2 separate regions of the Danio rerio genome follow, and region 2 is linked to region 1. A link is a contact called in public Hi-C data. All regions are on one chromosome and are shown on one strand. The core of a region is the stretch at or near the end of the contact, and the rest is flanking DNA. Distances in the headings are between cores, read along the strand shown.

The links. A called contact is a pair of places that touch in the nucleus more often than the background predicts.
Region 2: a contact with region 1 is called in a Hi-C map of embryo, with 2.4 times the contacts expected there. The contact joins two enhancer-like sites. A contact is called at or near these places in 1 of 18 Hi-C or Micro-C datasets (embryo) and 1 of 4 datasets of contacts at active chromatin or transcription factors (caudal fin).

Annotation. Positions count from the first base shown.
Region 1 is chr8:13,724,903-13,729,959 of GRCz12tu, reverse strand. dab2ipa (DAB2 interacting protein a) reads left to right here. Exons shown (of 18, transcript XM_017357419.4): 14 at 1,935-2,826. Among named protein-coding and RNA genes, the nearest start is that of endog, 32 kb to the right of the region's middle. Within about 2 kb of position 2,194, at least 3 of the 62 cell types and tissues checked have an H3K27ac peak or open chromatin away from gene starts, as enhancers often do.
Region 2 is chr8:13,891,938-13,896,994 of GRCz12tu, reverse strand. All of the region lies in intron 3 of dab2ipa (DAB2 interacting protein a), which reads left to right. Among named protein-coding and RNA genes, the nearest start is that of dab2ipa, 22 kb to the left of the region's middle. Within about 2 kb of position 2,429, at least 6 of the 62 cell types and tissues checked have an H3K27ac peak or open chromatin away from gene starts, as enhancers often do.

The sequences.
Region 1 (5,057 bases), core at 945-3,444:
CTATTTCACACTGTGAAATTTAATGCATTAAAGTTTTCTAATGAGACTTTGGGCATACTCTCACTATGTACAGTTGCCTTGAACCGTGCCGAAGCGCAGTTGTCCCCTCTTTCCCAACGGCTTGCACTCACATTGCATCCGAGACAGAGTACGCTTTTGTCATCGATGGTGCGCTGTTCAGTTGAACAGAGAGAAGCGCTCTCACTCAACACAGTGGATGTGCTTTAGTTATATAGTTTTGTATTATTTTTAGTCGTTACGGATGCAGTGACACACAATCAAATATTTTGCAGAACAGATCCACAACTTTTGCATTCATAAGTTATCATAAAAGCCCTCACACTGCAGATATTAGGAGGTTTGCTGTCGTGCAGTGAGGGGTTTGCGCCTGTAATAAACTATGACAGTTCACGTTCATTGAAAAGTAAGAATGATTAATAAACTCATCTGAAACAGTCCCTTAAAAGTGACGTTGCGTCTTCAGTTTCGGGCTTAGGCACGATTTGCGCTCACACTAAAAGCGTACCACGCCAAAGCCTAACCTCTGGCACACCTCTTCCTACCGGGCCAGGGCCGGCCAACTGAACCGCACCTGGGCCCGATTTGGAGCACTCATACTTGTCAAACAAACCAGGAAACGCACCTGGTCATGGTTTGGATAGCATAGTGTGAGTGCACCCTTAATTGCATATACATGTTCAGAATAAATAAATAAATAAATAAATAAATAAATAAATAAATAAATAAATAAATAAATAAATAAATAAATATTCAATATATTACAAAATAGGTAACACTTTAAAGCAGGGGTGTCCAAACCGGCCAAAAACCAACCTTGATTGAGGGCTATGAGCCATATATATATATATATATATATATATATATATATATATATATATATATATATATATATATATATATATATATATGTGTGTATGTATGTATGTATATATATATATATATATATATATATATGTGTGTATGTATGTATGTATATATATATATATATATATATATATATATATATATATATATATATATATATATATATATATATATATATATATATATATATATATATTACATTAAGTTTGCCAAGGGTAATTTCCTAATTTATTAGCTAATATTAAAAATTACCAGAAAAGTAGAAAAAAATAAAAAATAAACAATCACATTTATAACACAATGCAATTCAATGTTTAATATAGTCGAGCTGCTCTTGGCTTTGCCTTGATTTGCTCGCAGATGTCTTGTGCATTGTCCTCTATTTGACAAGTGACAGTATTCACATTTTAAAAGTCTGATTCATTTATAACATTTATTTGAAACATTTCATTTCAGTTGGCTTTTTATTGTTTTATTGTTCAGTCACAAAACAAACAAACAAAAATTTACGTTGAATTTGTCAACGTTAATCTTACAATCTCTGTCAAACCACCTTCCATTCCACATTCCCATCCCTGCTCCCACTCTTTTCTGATGGGAGGGTGGGCCAAATCAAAGGTTACCATGGGCCAACTTTAGGCATCTCTGCTTTAAAGTAAAACAGTAGGTATTTTAGGTTATTCTGCCTGTTAAAGTAATCTTTTTTGCAGCTCAATATATTGATGATACCATGTATCATGACAAAAGTTTAAGCAATTAATCACAGCAAGAAATTTTGAGAGAAGCCTAGTAAGCAAGTGCAATATGTGATTTCTGACCTAGCAGCCCTGCAGAGTTTAGCTCCTACCAAACTGAAACAAATCCTAAACCACGTGACCAAGGTCTTTAGACACAACAGAAACTTGTAGATAATTTGATTGGAGCAGAACTCTGCAGGGCATTGACCTTCCAGGAGAATAATTGGACACCCCTGAGCTAGATAATGAGTTTAATTTGAATAATAAAAAAACAGCTGTGATCTTCATTTTGTCCTGTCATCTTTTGGACAGGCTGGTGGATTTCACTCGACTGCCCTCGCCGACCCCCGAAAACAAGGACCTGTTCTTTGTCACAAGGAATTCTGTGATTCAGCCGTCACCCGCCCGCAGCTCCAGTTACTCCGAGGCCAACGAGCCAGATGTTCAGATCCCCAACGGTAGCAAGAGCTTGTCAATGGTGGACCTGCAGGACAGCCGTTCTCTAGAGAGCGCTGCCAACACCTCCTTCAGTGACCCCATCAACGACAGCCAGGCGTCTGCTGGCCAGAGCGCAGGAATGTGGACCACCCGCACCATAAAGGGCAACACGCCCAGTGGTCCAACCCTGAGGAGAGCAGGTCAGACCCCCACCACCCCGAGCACAGAGTCTGCCCCAGGAAGGTCCCAGCTGCTTGCCCCGCTCTCCTTCCAGAACCCTGTGTACCAGATGGCCGCCGGATTGCCTGTGTCACCCCGTGCAGTGGCCGATTCAGGATCTGAATGCCAGAGTTCCATCAGCAGCAATGCAGAGGAAGCAGCTACCGCGGGGCCAAAGCACCCGTTTATAAGCCAGTCCAGCACAGGGGCGAGCGGCGGAGGGGGCAGTAGTGGGGATGAATTTATTCAACGTCCTGGAGAGTTTACACGTCGACAGCTGTCACTTACAGAGACCCAACACCAGACCAATGTACCGCGGCAGAACAGTGCTGGCCCGCAGCGCCGGATAGACCAACCACCTCCAGCCATTACAAGAGGCCGCACTCCACCAAACATGCTCAACACTGCTCCCTATCCACGGCCCTCCAGTGGAAGTATGATGTCATCGTCTCCTGACTGGCCCAGCAGCGGCACTAGACTGAGGCAACAGTCTTCGTCCTCCAAAGGGGACAGTCCAGAGTCCAAGCAGCGCACACTACACAAACAAGTGAGTCCATTTGAACACTATTTCTCTAGTTTTCATAAATGTGTCTATTTCATTTCATTATTTAAAACTGAAGCCATAATGTTCCAAGTATGGTTGCTGTGACCTTGTGCAATGATGTCACTAGAAACGATACCAATTAGATAGGGTTCTTGTTTACTAGTTAGCCCAATCAAGTAGGTATGACTGCAGCCTCCTGCAGACCTCTAGGTGGGAGGGACTTATGCTGCAGTTAGGCTGGGTTTAGGGGTGGTGTAGGTACTGTATAAACATTAATAAAACATAACAGGTCACTGTTAGATTGGGTCTAGGGTTGGGTTTAGGGTTAGGGTAGGTGTAGACATTCATAAAACACAGTAGGTTGGACTCCATGTTATGTACAAGATAAATGAAAACTCCAGGAGGTGTGTTCAGCCCCCTTGGAGCTTAAGTCCCACCCACTTTGAGCTGACCAAACCATTTGAACCTGGCTCTGACCTCCATTTATACCCTTCTCGGCCTAATTGCAAATACACATGTGACAATTAACTAAAAGCAAACGTGTTAGAAAAATAAACACTTTACACTTAAATGTTCTGTATAAGTTTTTGACAATTCTAAAGCATAAAATACCATAATATGTTTGCAAATATTTAAGAAACATGCCACTTGAACAATCTTGGTTATCTGAAAAACAATGCTGAAGTCAGATTTTCTGCTTTGAAAATGTGTTACGTGCCAGAATATCTGTCTTTGTTTTGGTTTTAACACATTTAACATAAGTAAAAGCACATGAGGTTTACCTGAGGTAAGCATTGCCAGTTTGCTGTTATTCAGCTGCAAGCCATTTCTAATATATTAATTTAAGGTGTTGGTTAGAACAAAAACTCTATCGTGTGCTGTTACTTTTATATAGAACATGACTTAAATCAGCCTTTAGGCTCGATTGTCAGACTCGCTTCTGGTGGTCCTCAATCTGACAACCAATGTTTTTTTTAATCCAGGAATGTAATGTAAGTTCAACCGCTGGGTGTCAAACTTACATAATACACATATAAACGTACTTCAGCATGTGAATTAAAATAAGTACTACCTAAAATTATCTAAATCGTTTATGGAAAAAGCTCATTTGAAAATGTATTTGTTACATTTGTACAATTTTTTTATGATATGTGCTGCAGCCACCCACCAGGAAGCAATACAAATGTTTTGGCTTTATTTGGTATGGTTTATATCTTGATGAAAAGATCATGTCATATTTAATATGATATTTAATCATGTCATATTCATGTCAATTATGTCAATTTAATTGTACTCATCAGAAATATAATTTTAGTGCAAATTTAAATCATCAACATTTAGTTTACCAAAACCCTTGTTGTTGATTTATGCAGATGTTGTGTTTCACTCACTTTATTCAGTCCCTATGTACCCAAATGATTTTAATTTGTATAAAACCAAATATTGTCTAAGAACTTAAAACAACTGGTAGCCATAATTGGATGGTGTTTTCAGTCATTTTGACTACACTTGTCATTTCTACACTATTTTGAGAAGCTTTTTAGAAAACAAGTATGTGTATAATCAAGAATTTGTTCCCTCATTTTAGTAGTTACTTGTGTTAGCCAGTACTCATTTTTGGGTATTTACACCTACCTAACTTTAAATAGTAAAAGTCCTTGACCCCAGTGAGCTACAAACAAAAATTAAATATCATTGGAAAGAAGACACTTTGAATCCATCTAGAAAGTTTCATGCTAAAAAAATATGAAAAGTTATATATTATGAAGTAATGAGAAAGAAAAATTGTAGTGTTTTTAATATTTGTTTTTTCATAAACAAACAAAGCCTAGTCTCTCATAAGTTTATATTTCAAATTTAATAAAGATAGCATGCAAAATAAGATTTCTGTAAAAGGTTTTCTGAGACTATATCGGTGTCCTACTTGTCCTCACCGCCAGAGGCATTTTAAAAATTACCTTCCCAATATAAAACAGTAACAGTTGCTGAGTAATTTGGTCTACCTTCACAGTTCATATATCTTTGGAAAGAAGACACGTTAGGCTTTATTATTCCAGCATCTAGATTTTATAATGTTCAAAACAAAAACAAAAAAAACCTATAGATTCTTAAGTAGTGTAAAAAACTTGCACAACTTATCCAGCAAGTTTTTACGCAGCAGATGCCCTTCCAGCTGCAACCCATCTCTGGTAAACATCCACACACACATTCACACACACACTCATACACTACGG
Region 2 (5,057 bases), core at 1,180-3,679, 170 kb before region 1:
ACTGTGTGATTGTGCGGCCCTATTTTTTTACTGAATAAATACGCATATTTTTTTTACTAAAAAACAAACATTTCTTTCAGAAAAGTATAGAAAAATTCAAATGGAAATATTTTAAATTTTGGGTGATGCGGTGGCACAGTAAGTAGCACGTTCGCCTCGCAGCAAGAAGGTCACTAATTCGAGTCTCGGCCGGGTGGCATTTCTGTGTGGAGTTTGCATGTTCTCCTCGTGTTCGTGTGGATTTCCTTCATGTGCTCTGGTTTCCCACAGAAGTCCAAAGACATGTGGTACAGGTGAATTCTGTATTCTAAAACTGACAGCAGTGTATGAGTGTGTAAATAAGTGTGGGTGTTTCCCAGTGATGGGTTGCAGCCGGAAGGAAAACATATGCCGGATAAGTTGGCGGTTCATTCTTCTGTGGTGACAAACAAAATTTTAAAAACTTTTTTGTGTGCGTGTGGGGAAGCCAAGCAAAAACAAACAAAAAAATTAAATTAGGAAAAAAATAGGGCTACACAACATTGAAAAAAATTACTTCCGCTGCTTGTTCAAACTACTTATTAAAAATGAGTTATTACAAAACAATTATTAAGGTTTTTTTGCACAACGTAATTGTTTTATGCTCAATCTACTTAAATTTGTAAAAAACGATTATGTTATCCTAATCGATTTGTGTGGAACCCAGCATTCATTACAGTGAATCACACTTGTTCACATTGTTGGGACAATATGAAGGAATTAACCTCACAGTAAGAAGCTCTCTGGTTCGAGTGACAGCTGGGTCAGTTGGCATTTCTTGTGGAGTTTGCAGGTCCTCCCAGTGTTGGCGTGTGTTGGCGTGGGTCCTCCGGTTGCTCTGGGTTCCCTCACAGTCCAAAGACATGCGGTGCAGGTGAATTGAATAAAGTAAATTGGCTGTAGTGCATACGTACGTGTGTGCCTGCAAGTGTGTATGGGTGTTTTCTAGTACAGGGTTGCAGCTGAAAGGGCATCCGTATGCCGGAATAGTTGTCGGTTCATTCCGCTGTGGTGACCCGTAATAAATAAGAGACTAAGTCAAAAGAAAATTAATGATTTAATGATAGACCTTTAAAAATGACTACTTTTACATTAGTAATATTTCTGCAAAAATGTGCTGAATAAAAGGTCCATTGTTAATATCATAGAGATTTATGGACCAAAGCTAAATTAAATTCCAAAGTAAATTTCAACAAGCATAACAATGTGACTGAACTATTAAGCATGGGACACTTTATAGGGTATCCGTGGGGTCTTAAAAAGCCTTAATGTCTAAAATCTCAAAAGGTAAATTTTAGGCCTTAAAGTCTTAAATGTACTGAAATATTTTGTTGTAGGTCTTAAATATTTTTAACAGGTCTTAATTTACCTTTGTTCATGTACAGCTGCAGAATCTGGCCATTAAAAATACCAATCACCAACAATCCCAATGTCAATAAACATTTTATTTAAAAATAGCATTTATTTACTTTCCTTACAGTAACATTTGTTTAAAAGTTCTCGATGTATTTACTGCTGAGGATACTGACCTGAAGGATATTTTTATTATTATTAAATTATTATTATTATTATTGTACTAATAAATGTATTAAACTATAATATTTTTTATAGGGCAAGTGAAAATCTTTTCCAGCTTGGATGTTCTAAAAAATCCTTAGCATTATCCCAGCACAAGTCTAAAATTTTACTCATAATGGTCTTAAATTGTCTTAAAAATTCTTAAAGTTAACTTAGTGAAACCTGCTTTAGATCAAACTAGTCCTACACTTGATTACTGCTTACTGCCTTAATGGTTTTTGTTTTAAATTGACTTTTCTAGTCTTCTCAACTTACATCAATCAATTTCACTAAAATATCAAGTTAAACTTTGTAAACAATATAGTTGAAACCTGATTAACATATTAAAATTAGTTAAATTGACAAAAATATTTGTTGTTCTAATTTTTATTTTATTTTTTTGTCAGAAAAGCAAAGCAATGATTTGTGGTATTTGTTTAGTTGTAATTGCTGAAAAGAAAAGAAAATCATTAATGCCTTATTTAACCGAAATTACTATCCAGCAGTCAGTTTAACATACCATTATACTCGTAACAATAATCCATCTTACGCAGTTACATTCCTGCACTTTGAAATGTGCCACAGAAAAAGCATTAAACGGCCTATAAACTGGTATGGAAACATGGGAATTGCTTTTAGCCCAGCAAAACTCTGAATCTGAGGGTGTATATTAGCTCTGTCAGCAATTAGCTTTTTATGATGCAGGCCGGGCTGTTTTAACATTGTCTAATGAACAAATGGATCCTGTTGCTATTCTGTTTTCCATTTTTCCACCTCGCTCACTCACTCTGTCCATACTTTTTATCTCCCTTGTGAAAACCCTCCCCTTTTTTGTCAGGATGTTGTTTTACTACAAAGTAATAGTATTCCAGGCCCGACTAAAAAAGCTGTGGCGCTTCAGAGATGGTTGATATAGTGCCTCTATTGATCCTGTATCCTGGCAACTTCTGACAACAGCTGAGCAAAGGACAGCACTCCGAAATCACAGACAAGACTTTTCTTGTGCAAAGTTAAATATAGGCCTGCCTTGGCCAATGCATTTAGAGAGATTTTGTCCTGTGCATCGCGCAGATCTTGTATATTGGGAGAGTTGGTATTATAATGCAGCTGCTGAAATCCAAGCTGTTTTTTTTTTTGTGTAATGTAAAATATTGCCTAATAACTATCTTACTTAAAGATACTTTATTTAGGTTTTTGACTCTTTTAAAGCCTAAAATACCATAATATGTTTGCAGATATTTAAGAAAAATGCTAAGTGAACATTCTTGTTTATCTAAAAAAAACAACAACAAAAAAACAATGCTGAAGTCAGATATTCTACTTTGAAAATGTCTGTTACATGTCGGAACACTGTCTTTATTTTTGTTATATTAACCTGCCCACTGCCAGTTTAGCCAATTATATGTCAGCACCCCAGGTTGCCTTGTTGGAAAACAGTGCATTTCATTCATTCATTCATTCATTCATTCATTCATTCATTTAGAAAGGTTTTCAAAGCATGCTTCCATGACCGAAAAAAGACGCAGATACAACATGAGGTTATTAATTAGCAAATAATATAAATATTACGAATGTAAACATTAGATGGGCAAGTTCCATTGTAAACCCGTGTCCTAACAACGTGCTATATGATGAGATTTGCTGTGATAAGCAATGTGGCTGTTTGCACTAGAAAAAACATGACAGAAATTTAAATGCCACCTTTAAGAAGCACAGAATATGCACTCACTTACAAAATGGTAAGGTTTATAATTTAATAATACATATTAATTTACTGGTATGGCAATAAATGTCATGTAAAATGGCATTCAAACTCACATTGTTAGCATTTAACACTGAATAAAACACATGAGGTGTACCTGAGGTGATTATTGTCAGTTTTCTGTTGTTCAGCTGCAAGAAATAGATTGCATTCCTAAAATATAAATTCGATTAGTTGCTTAGAACAAACACTCCTTTTAATAAGGAGAATGTTCCTTCTATCATGTGTAGTTGTTTTTATATAGAACACGATTTGACTCAGCCTTTAGGCTCGATCGTCAGACTCACTCTTATTGGTCCTCAATCTGGCAACCTGCACTTGCGTTTGTTTTGATAAAGGAATGCAATACCTAGTTCAACCATTGGTTATCATACTTACATACTGTACGTTTAAACATGTAGAGCAGTCCAAAGAAATGTGGTATAGGCAAATTGGATTAACTAAAAATTGGCCGTAGTGTATGAGTGCATGTGGGAATGAGAAAGTGGGGTGTTTCCCAGTTGAGTCTGGAAGGGCATCCGCTGTGTGAAACATATGCTGGAATTGTTGTCGATTCATTCTTCTGTGGCGACTCCTGATAAATAAAGGACTAAGCCTTGGGAAAATGAATGAATAAATGTAGAGCCATAAATTTTGATTTGAGACTATAGTGACTGTATGAAATGTAGTACTGCCAGTTCAGCATTACACTACCTGCATTTTATTTTACTTTATTCATTTATTTATATAAAAAAATGTATCTGTAATTATTTTACGCTAATTCATTTTTGCTGTGTTTAAACAATCACTATAATCATTCCAGGTTGTACTTTAAATTAAAGCAGTCTATTAAATATGAAAATTTACAAGAATTGACATGTATTTGTAAAATTTAAAATGAAATATTAAATTATATTATATTATATTATATTATATTATATTATATTATATTATATTATATTATATTATATTATATTATATTATATTATATTTCAAATGTTTTATTTATTATCTTTTAATAAGTAATGCTGTTCAACAGAGAGATTTTTTCAGCACATTTGTAAAAATTATAGTTTTAAGAACTAATTTATTTTGTCATAATGACAGTATGTTGCTAGTTATTTTTTAAGATATATATATGCAGATATGCAGCTTGAAGTGCAATTTCATCACTTAATAAATTTACAGGGTAATTAGGCAAGGCATTGGACTACTGTGGTTTGTAGCCAATTTGAGAAAAAAAATGTATATGTATACTATTTATTATATCTACTATATTTCTTGGGGTGATAATATTGACCTTAGAAATATTTTAAAAATTAATTTTTTTTATTCCAGTCAAACTAAAATACTCAATTGCTCCATTAAGTATTGCTTGGGAAATATCTGAAAAATAATGAAAATGCAGAGAGCTAATCTTCTTTTTTTTTTTTCAATTGTGTATTTTGTGTAATATATTAATGTATATAATATTTTATATACATTTTGTTTTTATACAGATTTTGTTTTACCTCTGTTAGTTATTATTTAATTTATTAGCAACTAACAACTTTTAAAAATATCAGTTATAAACAATGGGAATTTAAATTGTATTTTAATATGTTTTGTAATATTTCATTTACATAAAATTCACATAAATTGAATTGTTAAATGTTTCAGTTTCTTTATATATGTTTTATACCCAATTTTAGTAGGGTTAGTCAACTTTGTAATTATGATGAACCTGAATGCAACTTGTATT